Regions from separate parts of the Zea mays genome. Here region 1 is linked to region 2. Evidence: chromatin contacts called from public Hi-C data. All regions are on one chromosome and are shown on one strand. The core of a region is the stretch at or near the end of the contact, and the rest is flanking DNA. Distances in the headings are between cores, read along the strand shown.

Region 1 (7,368 bases), core at 1,459-3,958, 320 kb after region 2:
TGATGAGCACCTCGCCTTTCTTCGGCGACGGGATCGGCACCTCCACATGCTGAAGTCGAGCGGAGCAAGCAATGTTCATCAGCAACGGTCAACAGACAGATCATGCGCGCGTCGATCGAAACAGTATCAGCGCACGCACCTTGAGCCCCCGTGCTCCTCCGCCGTATCTGTCGTACTGCACGGCGCGCATCGTGCCGGAAGGTGCGGCCATGGCCGGTCCAGGAGCTGAGGAATAGGGAGATGGAGGAGATGGCACCGGGAGTACTCTAGTAATAATTGGAGGCAGCAGTACAGTACAGTGCCCAACGCCTAGTAGTAGCTAATAGAACTAGCATTGATGAATCATTGCAGCTGCTAGCAGCGTTGTGGGACACTTAACAATACTAATAGAGCCTGTTTGAGTTGATCATATCATTCTGTGTTCTGCCACCATTTCTGTTCTGCCATTCCCGTTCTCATTCCTTGTTCTATGTTCTCTTATTCCCATTTCCTCTCCCCGCAAAGCTCATTCTCATTCCCCCCGTACAGTCCACGTCTAGCTAAAATTAAAAAAACACGTCCTCAAGGGGATTTGAACCCGTGACCTCTCAAGCAAAGGCCAAGAATAGCTACCGCTACACCACATGTGTGTTTATATCTACATCTATGACAGGAAACACGTCTACTACATCTCTCACCAAGCTCACTTGCTACCCTTGCACAATGCGTAGTAGTAGATAAGTATCACTGAGATTTTTGAATTATATTTTTGGATGGAGGTAATATTATTTAAAGAAGAGATTTGCATGCAATTTCTTTTGTTTGAATAATGTATTATACTTAAATTCCTTTTTTGCATGCGTGACATTTTTTCTTCGTAATATTTTTTCTATGGATCAGACTTGTGAGTCATTTTCATAAACCAACGCCAAGCATGAATCCATGTTTCTTACTTGAAATCCAGAACAAACACCATGAGCAGGAGGCACTCGCGTTGGCGTCGCTCATCGATGACGAGAAGAAGCTTGACGACTGTTAGTTCGACCTCTAGAAAGAGTCCTACGTGGTCGCATGCGCCGCTGTGTACGACAAGCTCACGCGAAGCCGCCACTTGGACGCGGTCCAGAGTAGCTGCACCGCGCTGTCCATCGTTAAGCAGAGGGGCCTCATGGTTGTCGCCAGCGTCGACGACTCTCGGGTTGTTCTGGACACCGCATCCGACGACGACGCAATCACGCCGTCTAGCTCATCGTCCACCTGAAGCCCAACCTGCCACGTAAGTCGCTACTGACCGGACATGAATTCTTATGCGCTGGGACGATGGACGTTACTGACGTTGTGTGAGTGTCCTCGAACATGATGTATGTAGTGAAGTAGCGCATCCGGTGGTGCAACGGCCAGGGGTACTACCTCGCTGATGAGTCCGGGGTGCACTTCATTTTGCAGCCCAACCAAGAGTCATCGGTACTCGCCATGTCGCGCGCGTTCGACGACTACTATATCGAGGATTGTGGCGTTATCTTGGCGCCGGAGGTGACGCAGAGGAGGATCGACAACAGTGACCAGTTCGTTATCCTCGCCATCGTCAGGGTACCTTTTGTGCCGGTCTGCCTTTAATTCTCTTCGCAAACACACACACTTACCTTTTGTTTAAGCAAGAGCGTATGGTGGTGTGTGTCTGATGACTAACGATGTACGAGAAAATTTCTTCCGGCATGTGTGGAACGTGCTCTCCAATAATGAGACCATACAAATCATGACATATATCGAAATCTACATGATACTGATGGTTGCAATGTAGTGGTGAAACAACTAGATTAAAATAACAAAATTTATGTATAACTAAGATCATAAATTGATTATAAAATATTTTCTCATAACAATATAACACACATTTGTATATAAGTTATCGTAGTATACTGATATTATATATTTCCGTTGCAACGCACGAGCACTCAGCTAGTATGAAATTATGAGCATTATCATTATTCTATCTAGTGTTAAATTAGTATAAAATCAACTAGCAATTGATTATATTTTTGTAAATATACATGTATATTATTATTTATTGTGGCTCTCGAGCTAGTTTGAGCTTGCAAAAAGGCGAACCGAGTCCGCTCGTTACGTTAACGAGCCAACTCGACATCAGTCGAGCTGGCTTGATACCCAGTCCTAGGATCTATATTAGTTCTCAAGTAACAAGGCGAGAGTACATCATAGCAATAATGTCAAAGTCGATTTGCAGTTGGAGGGGCAGAAAAAAAATCATCAAAATTTCTCTGCATTTGACCCTGTGGAATGAATCGAACCACCCAAAAAGAGCGCAAAAAGGGGTACGGAACAAACATAGGGACTGTTTGGTTCAGCTTTTTTCTGACCAGCTTTTCTGAAAATCTGGCTGTGGAGAGAATCTGGCTGTGTGGAGAATCTGAGTATCATTACGATTACGGGTGTAGGAATATAAAGTTGTTCATAGGGCTCAGGATTTAGAAAGTGACGAATTCCTACTATTACAACGACTCAAGCGATTATGTATTTATGTTGATTTTAGATGGTTTTTGCCCCAACAAATTTTATAGAAGCTGGCTGAAAAGCTGAGCGTTTGGCAGTCCGCAGCAGCTTTTGGTGGCCAGAAGCTGTCAGAAGCCGAAACAAACAGGGCCATAAATTGGCAGGCAGGAGAGTTGCCCTCCAAAAAAAAGATCGACAGAGTAGGAGGGGGCAAACTGCAAGAAGAGCAAAAACTGAAAGCTCTCCAGCGGCGTCGCGAGCGTGCTCTCCCCCACTTCCTTCCCACTCTCCCTCGCCCCGGCATCGCCATCTCCGCGCCGCAGCCGCCCGCCCGCCGGCCCAGATCCCACCGGCGAGCCGCAGCATGGACCGTCTCCGGGCGGGAAGCCCCGTCTACGGGCGGCAGCGGAGCGGCAGCAGCACGGGCTCCTCCTCCCCCGGCGGCGTCTCCCCCTCGCACCACCGCTCCTCCTCCACCTCCTCCGCTGCCTCCGCCGCGGGCGCGCCCGGCACCTCCAACATCCGCCGCACGCAGAACGTCGCCGCGCGCGCCGCGGCCGCGAGGCTCGCGCAGGTCATGGCCTCGCAGAACGCCGCCGCGGCCGCCGGCGACGATGACGACGACGATGACTACCCGCCCCCGGCTCCTGGGAGGTTCGGAAGTGGAAGAGTGGCGCACGGCAGCAACGGCGTGTCCCTGCTTGGACGCTCCGCGAGATCTCCCTCTCCTGCGGTATTTTCCTTCCGGATCTCTTGCTCGTCGCCAATGATGCTGCCTCCCCGTTTAGGAAACGCCCGTTCCGGGCTGCTGTGCGCAAACTAGTCCAAATTGGTCAAACCGAGGCCAAATTATTACGGAAACGTCCATGATTGGATGAAATTTCAAATGAAGATAGTTCCCTCTCGCTAGTGCTAGATCACCTTCTAGTAATGCTCGTCAAATAATTTAGAGCCAGAATTTAGGGAAAATTGATCAGTGCAGTGTGTTAGTGTCTCAGGTTCTCAGGTCTACTCAATTTGCTAACTGCTGTTCTGTGGCCTCCTGCTAATTCGATCTCCTCATGTTTTCATTAGTTAGGTCGGAATATTGTAGAGCCACCTCCTACGGCCCGCTCATCATCGGCAGGCAGGCCAGCTGTTGCATCACGACCCACCACCACAGTGGTGCCGCCAATCAAAACCAACACGACGCTGCGAACACCGTCCCCTATTCCACCGGTGGCTGTGGAGCCTCCAGCGGATCGCACTCGACCGAAAAGGTACACTTGTTACATTTCCCTCAAAGACGTGGAATATAGGTTGCACCCTAAAAATAGACTAGTCTAAATGATTGCATGATCAGTGGTCGCACCAAATGGAACAAAACTAACTGAATTTACTTGTACCACTCTTTGGAAGCAGTGATGCTAGTATGCCAGATGCCACTAACTTACTGCATCTGTCCGCTCTTGCTATGGGGTTTAGTCTGAATTAGCATTTATGTATCGTTGCATCAATGTAAACATTGTCGCCAATAACATATGGCAAACAACATTGCCCATAAATTAACCTGAAAAAACTAATTAACAAAGAAATGTTGTGATTTTTTGAAAGATGACACCAATCACCCAGTAGCATAAATTTGAAATAACAAAATTTCTGTCCACAGTGTACAGTTGCAGCAGTAAGCTCCTGATGTTTTATCTATAGAATGATTTGCATGATTGCTACAGTGGTTACAGTGTAACTGGAATCTATCTCAACTAAATTGGGAATTCTGGTACTAGATTAGATCTTCGGGTGAAAATTTCCCTACTCTGCCCCCCAAAAGTGCATTTCTAGCTCCCCCCCAAGTTAAACTATATATATTTTGACCGAGGTTATTTGTAAGAGTATCGAAATTTATGCCACCAATAAATTTTGATACTCTTACCAATAAACTCGTTATTTTTTTGGAGGGGGGGGGGGGGGCGAGTAGGGAAATTTTCACCCGAAGATCTAATCTAGTACCATAATTCCCAATTTAGTTGAGATAAATTCCAGTTAAACTGTGACCACTTTAGCAATCATGCAAATCATTCTATAGATTAGGTACCGTGAAAATATATTTCATGATAGACTAATGATACTTATTTGGTGTCTAAAATCCTGATAGTCTTCTCTATAAAGTTGGTCAAACTTAGAAATACACTATTTTTGGATGGATGCCAGACAAACACCTTTTCTATATGTTATAGTGAGTGCTGACTGCTGCATGTGAAAGGGCCTCTACTTGAGTTGGTTAGGCGATCTGAGTAGCACTCTTTGGGTTTCGAGTTCGACTCCCCGCGGGAGCGAATTTCAGGCCGGGGTTAAAAAAATCCCCTCATCTATCCCACATTCCCACGACAAAACACAGGTCTAAGGTCCTGACCTCGGTCTTCTTCTTAATATAATATTCGGAGAATGTCTTACCCCGCAGGTCGAGTTTTTTTACAGTGAGTGCTGCATTGCTTTTGTTACAATGGAAACTGGGATTAAATGTTGTTGCATTATAAAATTTCTTCTTATAGATTTTTAAAGAAATTAGGGAAACTGTGATTCAACCCCCTTTTTTTCTTTAGATTTGATGCAGCGCTTCATAGCTCAAGAGAATCAGGACTGAAAAGAGAGGCATCTACACTTCACGATGAGGTGTTCCTTTTTCTCTGAAGATGTTGCTTATATTTTTAACTCATTTTTCTTGTTTAACTGTTAGTTGTTACTGTAACACCGAATACTTGAGAATGTATATCTATGTCAAAGACTAATGTGATACTGTTATACAGCTTGATATGCTACAAGAGGAGAATGAAAGTGTTCTAGAAAAGGTGAAACATCAATACCATTAATATACAGTGAAATGTAGTCATTGTTTCTATGTGGTGCTTCACTAAATTATTTCTTGATCTTAATTGACAGTTGCGACTTGCTGAAGAAAGATGTGAGGAAGCTGAAGCTAGAGCCAAGGAGCTTGAGAAACAGGCGAGATAAGATCAACTAAAAACATGTTAATTTTTTGGATTCTACTCGCTTCATTGGGAATTTGGGATACCTTTGCTCTTTTGTAAGATGTGGTCTGAGTCTATCGCGAAAGGGCCTTTAGCTGAGTTGTTTAGGTGGTTTGAGTAGCACTTCTCAGGTCCTGGGTTCGACTCCTCGTGAGAGCGAATTTCAGGCTGTGGTTAAAAAAATTCCCTCGTCTGTCCCAACTCCCACGCCAAATCACAGGTCTAAGGTCCGGCCCCGGTCGCGGTCGTTCTCATATGGGCTACGGTGCCGTTGTGTATGGGTGGGGCAGGGGTTCGGGGGTTTTCTCGAGCTGCGTGAGGATGTCTTCTTCTTAACATAATGGACGGGGGCTGTCATACCCCCTCAGGTCGAGTTTTGTTTTGGGTCTAAGTCTATATAATTGAATCTGAACCTTAAAATACTGGAAGAATTGGGCCTTTTCATGCTTTGTAGGGTTTTATATCCATGGAATAATTTGGCCTTTTCATGCTGTGTAGGGTTTTATATTCATGGAATAATTTTTCCTTGTGCAGTGTACTATTTGCATGCTTTCTTAGGTCATAATTTCTTGTTATACAGGTAGCTGCTCTTGGAGAAGGAGTATCATTAGAGGCTCGCCTCTTGAGCAGGTTTGTTCTGTGTTTGAATGCACATGTTTTATAAATCCACTACTGATCATGACAAACATGTGCACGTATGTTGGCAGGAAGGAAGCAGCACTTAAACAGAGGGAGGTTAGTTTTCTTCTTGTGTTCTGCTATAGGTTGCTGTCATTCATATGTTATCATACTGCTTGTTTAGCCAATATTATGCATATTGTATCAACTGTTAGATCTAAATTGTTGTTTAATGTTAAAATGAGGATAATTCCTGTCCAGAACTTCAATTACAGTCTTACACTCCGTGTTGTCACTAAAAAAATATTTTCAATTGTTCATGCTAAATACTTACTTCAAAGTTTCATTTGAAAGCACATGAATATCAGGATATGTATTAAAGCTGTTATAAACTAAATAGATGCAGATAAACTTACTTATCCCCTAACTGCACTTTGATGCTAACTTTGTAACTCTTCATCGACACTTCATTCATCCTCAGGCTGCGCTAAAAGCTGCAAGAGAATCAAAGGATGGCAGAGATGGGGAAGTAACAACACTAAGGCAAGAACTTGAGGTAATTATTATTTTGACAAATTTAATGTCGAAATCTTTGTTGTATATGCTGCTTTATTTGACTCCTATTGTTCACTTATCATGTTTTGAATAGTCTGCCAAAGAAGAGGTTGCATCAGCAATGGACCAGCTAAAGGAGGCAGAGTCTGAAACGAAGGCTCTCCGATCTATGACTCAGAGAACGGTCTTAACTCAAGAAGAAATGGTTAGTCTGATTACTGCTTCATACTCCTCTTGTTTTAGTGATATGGATTTTAATCTAGTTAGAACTTTATAGGAGGAGGTTGTCCTAAAAAGATGCTGGCTTGCACGCTATTGGGGCTTAGCAGTTCAATATGGTAAGTTTCCTGATAAATCTTAATGGAGAAGTCTTGAACTTTTTTCTGATTGTACTAACTATTCACTAGACATTTAGAAAGGATGGGCTTGTTGTGTATAATTGACGGCAAACATTCCATTTGCACGCACACTATCATTTTCCTCTCTTGAAAGGCAGCTAAATAGCTTATTTAGTATCTTGATCGACAAGAGCCTTAAAGATGGGGTAGTAGATGTTAAGAGGGTAGGAGATAGAATCATCCTAGTCAAGCTGGTCATTGGGGACTTGGTTCTCAATGTTATCAGCGCGTATGCTCCTCAAGTAGGCCTTAATGAGAACTCAAAGAGGGAGTTCTGGGAAGGCCTGGAGGACATGGTT
Region 2 (7,087 bases), core at 1,626-4,125:
ATCTTAAATGGCGATATTTTCTTGCTATCCAGGCCTGAGTCACCTGCATTCGCTGACACCCCCTGCGGTCCATATGAATTTCAAAACTTCTAATGTACTTGTGGACGAGGACTTCGCACCAAAAGTTGCAGATACTGGGATTCCAGGCATGCTTGATCGACTTGGTGTTACAGGACTGTCTTCCAGAACATTTAATGATCCTTTCGTGGAACCTCGGTAACAATGGACACACATGTTTCTGATAGTTCTTACATTCATTGCTTACATCAGATAGATACAGTAGAATCATCTGCCTTGAATCTGCTTTGCATTATTTAAGATCGATGGAACTTCTGTTGCATGATCAGAATGAAGGAAGCTATGAACTTGAACTTTTCCATACAAAGCGATGTGTACAGCTTTGGCGTATTCCTTCTGGAGCTAATTAGCGGACGGAAAGCTGTCTCTGATCAATGCATCATTCAGTGGGTAAATAATGGCATCACTGCTTGATGCTTGATGTTTGTCCACCCTTCTCTGCAAAATAACATACCCGTCTCTGGACAGATCTTTTTACTCGTCTGTTCTGTTGATGTGCAGGCACAGAGCTTCCAGGAATCAAGTGACATCTCCGTGATCGCAGACAGCAGAATGGCCGGTGGCTTTACCTCACAAAGCATGAAGGAATTGCTGAGCCTGACAGCACGGTGCGTAAATCCGACGAGCGAGCAGCGCCCGTCGATGAGCTCGGTGGAGGCTGAGATACAACGGATCCGCGAGCAGGAGATCAGCCTCACAGCAGTCATGGCGGAAGGTACCCCAACCGTGACTCTAGGCAGTCAGCTCTTCAGAACATCCAGGTGAAACAAACATCAGTGGGATGTGTAGTCTAGAAGAAAAGCTAGTTCTCTCCTCCTCAGGGCAGTAGACCAGCCTTGTTCTCTTTCGGAATTCGGGAAAAAAAAGAAGAGCCCGTCTTCATAGCGAGCCAGCTGCATCCCAAGTGTAAAAAAAAAAGAGAGGAAACAGCTGCGAGGCTTACCCTTTTTTTCTCCCCAGTTTTGTTACCCTGATGGTTCCTTCCTAATTCTCCCTTTTCTGCACATGTTTTTAGGGGAATTAATGACATTTTCCTTTTGTTGAATAATAATAAGAATGGGTGGGTGGTGGCAAACCAGCGGCTCTTGATTGTTCAGCGCATCAGTCTTGCATGTGTTTTTTTTTCTCTTCCCTTCAAAGTATTGGAGAAAACATGAAAACAAAGGCAATTCATGCAGAAAGTTGAAGCAACAGTCTGCAGAACATGTCGTGTATTATATGGCACGAGGATAGAACAGATTTTCAGGCTCTCCAGTCTTACAGGAAGGATGGCTTTCCTTTTTATTCAAGAGATTTTCCTAGCAGCTACAGCTTCCTTTCACAGGGTTTTTTTTGCTGTGAGGCAACAATCTGAAGGGCAGCGAGCGGTGTACGCAATGCATCTAGGTCGACTTGACGATGTCGTCCCTGGTGTTGACGGTGAAGTCCCAGAGCTCGCCGTACTTCTCGTTGAAGTCCCAGATGTCCATGGAGTTGTAGTCGGCGATGAGCTTGTCGCGGGCCGACCTCTCCATCATGTAGATCTCCGGCTCGAAGTTGTGCGGCTTGTCGGGCTTGCCCATCTCGATGACGCAGAACACCACGATGAAGACGGCCGCCCCGATGTACAGGTACTCCCCCTGGCGACACAAGCAGACGCGTCTCCGATCCGATCAGTAGATGCAGGTGACGAGTTTTTTTTTTTTTTTTTTTTGGGGCACAAATGCTTGGAGCGCAGGAATTTCACAGGAAACAATTCACTTTCCCGACAGAAAGCACAATTCACTTCCGACCAGGAAACTTCGTGTTCCAAACAGGGGACTAGGTACTGGGAGGAGGAAGTGCTGGATCCTTACCGGCACATTGAAAGCCATGCCGAGGATGATCGCAGGAGGAAATGCCCAGGAGATGAGTGCTGCAAGAGATCGCCGCCATTGATGCAGTGCAACAAATGAGCAAGGCAGAAGCATAAAGATCTGAAAGAGCTACACAGTAGTGGTAGTACCTTGAAAGCCCTGAGGAGGCTCAGCTTCTTGGTACCACTCGGAGACATCCTCCCAGAAGCCCTTCTTGTCTTGGGAAGAAAAGCGGGGGGTGTTGCGGTTGTTTGCAGGTTTTTGTTTCACCACAGCACAAAACAATCAGTGGACTATTATTTCTTTTTCTTTTTGCAATGAAGGATATCATATCATGAACAATGGAGTTCTTATTTTTTTCTGGGAGGATAGTAATACCTTGGCCTTCGAAATAGGTGTGGTGTCCGTCATACTTCCCGTACTCGAAGTCCTCCTGCAAGACAAGACAAGACAAGACAGATCCTCTCCAGTGTCATCCACGAACGAACGAACGAAACGTACTCCGTTCTTCAGAGCTCTCGTTCATAGCACAACCTACGTCAAGGTTCACTGCTTTCCTGCGTGTTCCTAGTCTAACTAACTAAGCGCGGAACGACAACCGAGAAGAGAAGAGAAGAAAAGGAAGGAAACGAGGGACGACGACGACGGACCGGGCTGATGCCGTTGGTGCGGTACACGTCGATGGCGTCCTCCTCCAGGTCCGGCTCGATCTCCGACAGCGGCCCAGGCCCGGCCCTCACCACCACCGCGCCGCCGCCCGGCCTCCTCCCGACACTCGAACGCCGGCGGCCGGCGTGCAGCAGCTGTGGCCGCGCCGCCGCCTTCACCCTCAGCTGCTGCGGCGCTGCGTCATGGCGGCGCCGAGCGGTGCTGGGCGCTGCAGATGGCGAGGCAGAGATGCCGGAGGACAGGCTGCTCATTATCTCGCCGCGGTGCTGCGATCGCTGCTGAGTGGTGACTGGTGAGTGCTCCAGCCCCCGCTGCTGGCTGCTGCTGCACTTCACGTTGCGGCCAAGAGACAAAAAAGCAAGCGGATAATGGTGCGCTGGAGTTGGACACCTACCGTCCAGGATTTTTCCGCTGTCTTTTCCTGTCCCTTTTTTCGTTTCTGGAAATAATCAGCTCATAAAAACTCGGTACGATTCTGTGGAACTGAACACCTACGGACGTCCCACAGTAACCCCTCCCCCCGCCAAAAAAAATCGTGATTCTGTGCGCTATATTTGTAAGAAACTGTCGCATGTGCTTTGGTCAACGGACACCAACAAAACAAGTGAGAACTCACTCTTTGTAGGATTATCTGTAACCCTGTCCTTTAAATTTTTCCATGTATATGGAGTGGTTCTTTCTAAATTCTCTCATACACTACACAACGATTTTTTTATAGCGACCTATGGTTGGTTGCTAGAACGTCTTCATCAACCTAGGGTTTAGGGTTTAGATATACACAGTTAATTAGTAGTACAATGGTGCTATGTTTACAAATAAATATACAGTACTAATTTGCATGTAAAGCTCTAACTGAATTCTTACCAAGCATCAATGGACACTAGAACATTTGGCGGCCTTGGGGTGCCCTCGAGATTGCGATGTCACAAGAAGACCCGCACATGACATTGTTACAGATCAGATCCTTAAGCCTAGTAATCAACAAACCAGTTTCTTAAATTAGTATTATACAAAAAAAATGCAATTGCTCCCAGTTCTTTTGGTATCAAGACAACATAGTCCCCCATCTTCATAGTAAGAGAAAAAAAGGCTAGCATCACTGCATCAATAAACTGCCCATGCATTTTTTTTTACTGTAATCGAACGATGAGTAAAGCTCTGACATCACCAGTACTCTACTCGTGAACGCCTCGAAGCCCTGCCTCTGTCCTTACCAGTTGGCGGAGAGTCAATGTGACTCAACTTCAGTCTGGAAGGTGAAAATAAAGCAACAAGACACAAATAAAATGAAATCACGTTGCTGCACTGAAAATACAGAGATGATTTCGTGCATAATCTCTCATACCGAACGTAGCAGAGCTGTCGTGGTACTCAACGGGTGGAGTAGCAGAGCTGTCGTGCTGTGGCATGCTGTTGGCGAAGACGAGAAGAACCAGACAACAACTCTGTGCGGATGGATAGCGGATGAACAACAACACTCCACATTTACCGGTCGTCGAGCTGCCGCTATATTTTAGCGGACCATTTGCCGGTTCTTGCTGGAGCGATAGCGGACACCGAGAAACGCTAAATATAGCATACCGAACGCTTTAGCGCCCCTTGTTGGAGACAGCCTAACACTACCAAGCCTCTCGATTAGAAATGGTAACAGATAAAGACCTGCCGGGTTTTGCTACCCCAGACTCGGTTCCGTCAAACTAAAAACTCGCCACTCTAATACCCCTACTTGTGCACGGATACAATTTCACACTCATACACGTACTCGTGTGGGTATTTTTTATCCGATGAGTACCCATACTCAATAAGGAAAAATGCACAAATATAACAAATATTAATAATACTATCTCTGTATTTTATTTGTCGCCTGTTAGTTCAAAAATGAGCTAGCGAATGAAAAATATTCGAGAATAGAGGTAATATTAGGTCTTTAATATATATATATTTAGAGAGTAATTGTTCAACCGCACAATTGTGTTGGGACTTCTACTCAGGTTGAACCGAGTATAGGTGTGAGCAGTGAGCATGCTGGTGGCGTGCGTCCAGAATTGGACGCTTCGTGCTTCGAACCTTCGACGCTTGGACTCTGACAAATCAATAGGCTAGGCTAAAACTCAAGATAATTGTTGGTTATATTTCAGATATATTTTTACTCACAGGAATACAGATATAGGTTAAATGAGTATGCAACTGAACCCGCTCTACCTGCTGGATCCATGTTAAGTGCATGGATAAAGTATAGTTTTCCCCTTAAGACGCGGATGAAGAAACGCAGCTGGGGCCTTGAGCACGGAAGATTGTTGGCCGCGGATTGAGGAATGCGGCTGAGCAATTGATCGATTGCTATGAACTGGGAACGAAGTGGAAACGCGATATCTCCGGTTACAGATCCGCAGTGTTCGTTCGTCTCTTCACCGGCCGGTGGTACCGAATTTTTTTGTATTTTAGCCCTTAAACAGAAGTAAAATCACGTTTAGACCTAAAAAAATTTTAAACTCAGTTTTGGACCCTTAGCTCGGCGCCATAGGCCATGGCGCCGAGCTAACACAGCTCGGCGCCACAGCCTATGGCGCCGAGCTGTGACGTGGCATCAACGGCTAGCTCTGACGTGGTGCCGTAGCTCGGCGCCACAGCCTATGGCGCCGAGCTATGACGTGGCAGCAACGGCTAGTTGCGGCCCGGCCTCGTAGCTCGGCGCCACAGATCTTGGCGCCGAGCTACAAATTCCTATAAAAACGCCCGCGCGGCTGGCCGAGAGCAGCTCATTTCATCCCATTTCCAAACTTCGTCAAAATTTGCTGGATTCAAAGATTTGAGTTGGTTCACTTCGTAGACCAAGGTATGATTTCCAACTCATTCGTTTTGGATATTGGGTTGTTAGTTTAATAATTTGTATACACCTATTATATTATCATTTCGATTATTAGTTTGTGTAAACTTATTATAAAGCATAACAGGTACAGGTGATAATTATAATCGTTTATTAGATGAAAGACATGTACCGAGAGGCGTTGTGGCAGAAGAGAGGTCGTCCTCGGGAGTTATATCCGGACGTATCTAGCAAGGATGCTCCTGTTCCTCCTGAACTCCCCGTGCCTAACTGTGACTGTGGCAGACTGTCTTGGGTACATCAATCACAACATCCAGACACGGCTGCTCGCTGCTACTACCTTTGTGGCACTTTGGACGTACGTAGCTTATGACTTGTCACTTAATTTTGTTCGCATTCATTATTTTGTAGATATGTAATAGTGCATCTTTCCATTATTTTAGGGACATCAGAGGTGTTTCTTTTTCCAGTGGATCGATGGTCCTGATAAATTTGACCCTCGATATCTTCTTTTCGTTAATTGGTTGAGTGGAAAGACCAGTCATGAGCGTTTTAAGCGTTGGGTACCTCCTCCCCCGAATCCTCCACCAATGACGGATGCGGAGAAGGAGGTAGCAACAGAAAGACATGGTCACGATCTTCCATATGTAATATGGGACAACAAACCCTGAATTGATATGCGGAGGAGGTAGCAACAGAAAGATAGATGCTTATGGGAGTGTTACTTTTGATGGTATGAAGATCGTGACCATGTTGTTCGTTGAAAGACCATCTTTTGACCAGCTTTTGGCTCGAGCTTGTGAGGAGATTAGTTGCGACATAAACGACCCTAGAATATCAATTCAGGGTTTGTTGTCCCATATTACATATGGAACAGTTGTCCGACGGTATAGTGTTACTAGGCTGTCCATCTATTGCAAAAATGGATTACTAACTCAATAATGGCTACATACTTAAGCCTACTAACGTACTAAGTAATAAATATATATTAACTAATAACTATAGAGTAAATATTAAATGAACACATCAAACGAAATTACATAATCTATAAATAATGTACGAAGACATTGTATACCTGAGAACGCGTACGAGTCAAGCTAACGGTGGAGAAGGTCAAGTCGGACGAACACCTACGTACAAAAAAACCTATTGTCAGTAAAAAATTTGGCAGCACCTCCCCTGTAAAGTGATGTTTATAGAACCTGCGAATAAACGACAACACGATGGTTGCCAACAGAAATACTAACGAAATGGTTAACACGATGGTTAACACGATGGTTGCCAACGAAAATATGTAATATCAATAGCTAACTAACAATATGTTAAGCACTAACAATAACAAAAAAATATGCTAAGCACTAACAATAACTAAACAATATGCTAAGCACTAACAATAATTAAACACTAACAATATGCTAAGCACTACAATAACTAACAATAACTAAACAAGAAAATATGTTAAGCACTAACTAAACAATAATTAAACACTAACAATTAGCTAACAATATGCTAACATTTTAGCAACTAAGAAACTAACAAAAATAAAAAAAACCTACTGCCGAAGGAGCTCGGACGGCGCGGAGGAGCTTCGACGGCGGCGAGCAGGGAGATCGGACGGCGCGTAGGGACGACGGAGGCACGCAGGGAGCTCGGCGGCGCGCTTGGAACTCGGCGGCGT

Evidence for each region. A called contact is a pair of places that touch in the nucleus more often than the background predicts.
Region 1: a contact with region 2 is called in a Hi-C map of tassel, with 4 times the contacts expected there. The contact joins the promoter of LOC100192760 here to the promoter of LOC100274305 in region 2. A contact is called at or near these places in 3 of 25 Hi-C or Micro-C datasets (ear, endosperm and tassel).

What each region holds. Positions count from the first base shown.
Region 1 is chr3:158,565,835-158,573,202 of Zm-B73-REFERENCE-NAM-5.0, forward strand. LOC100192760 (myosin heavy chain) reads left to right here and starts at 2,709. Exons shown (of 17, transcript NM_001309857.1): 1 at 2,709-3,223; 2 at 3,565-3,749; 3 at 5,073-5,142; 4 at 5,277-5,318; 5 at 5,410-5,472; 6 at 6,079-6,128; 7 at 6,206-6,233; 8 at 6,598-6,672; 9 at 6,766-6,876; 10 at 6,949-7,009. The coding sequence starts at 2,855. LOC100283038 (chloroplastic quinone-oxidoreductase) reads right to left here and starts at 236. Exons shown (of 4, transcript NM_001155940.1): 1 at 140-236; 2 at 1-49. The coding sequence starts at 211.
Region 2 is chr3:158,249,213-158,256,299 of Zm-B73-REFERENCE-NAM-5.0, forward strand. LOC100274305 (Photosynthetic NDH subunit of subcomplex B 5 chloroplastic) reads right to left here and starts at 2,876. Exons shown (of 5, transcript NM_001148668.1): 1 at 2,564-2,876; 2 at 2,292-2,346; 3 at 2,063-2,131; 4 at 1,914-1,972; 5 at 1,307-1,697. The coding sequence starts at 2,833. The coding sequence ends at 1,461. LOC100383845 (putative transmembrane protein kinase family protein) reads left to right here. Exons shown (of 9, transcript NM_001176475.1): 7 at 33-216; 8 at 348-468; 9 at 580-1,045. The coding sequence ends at 843.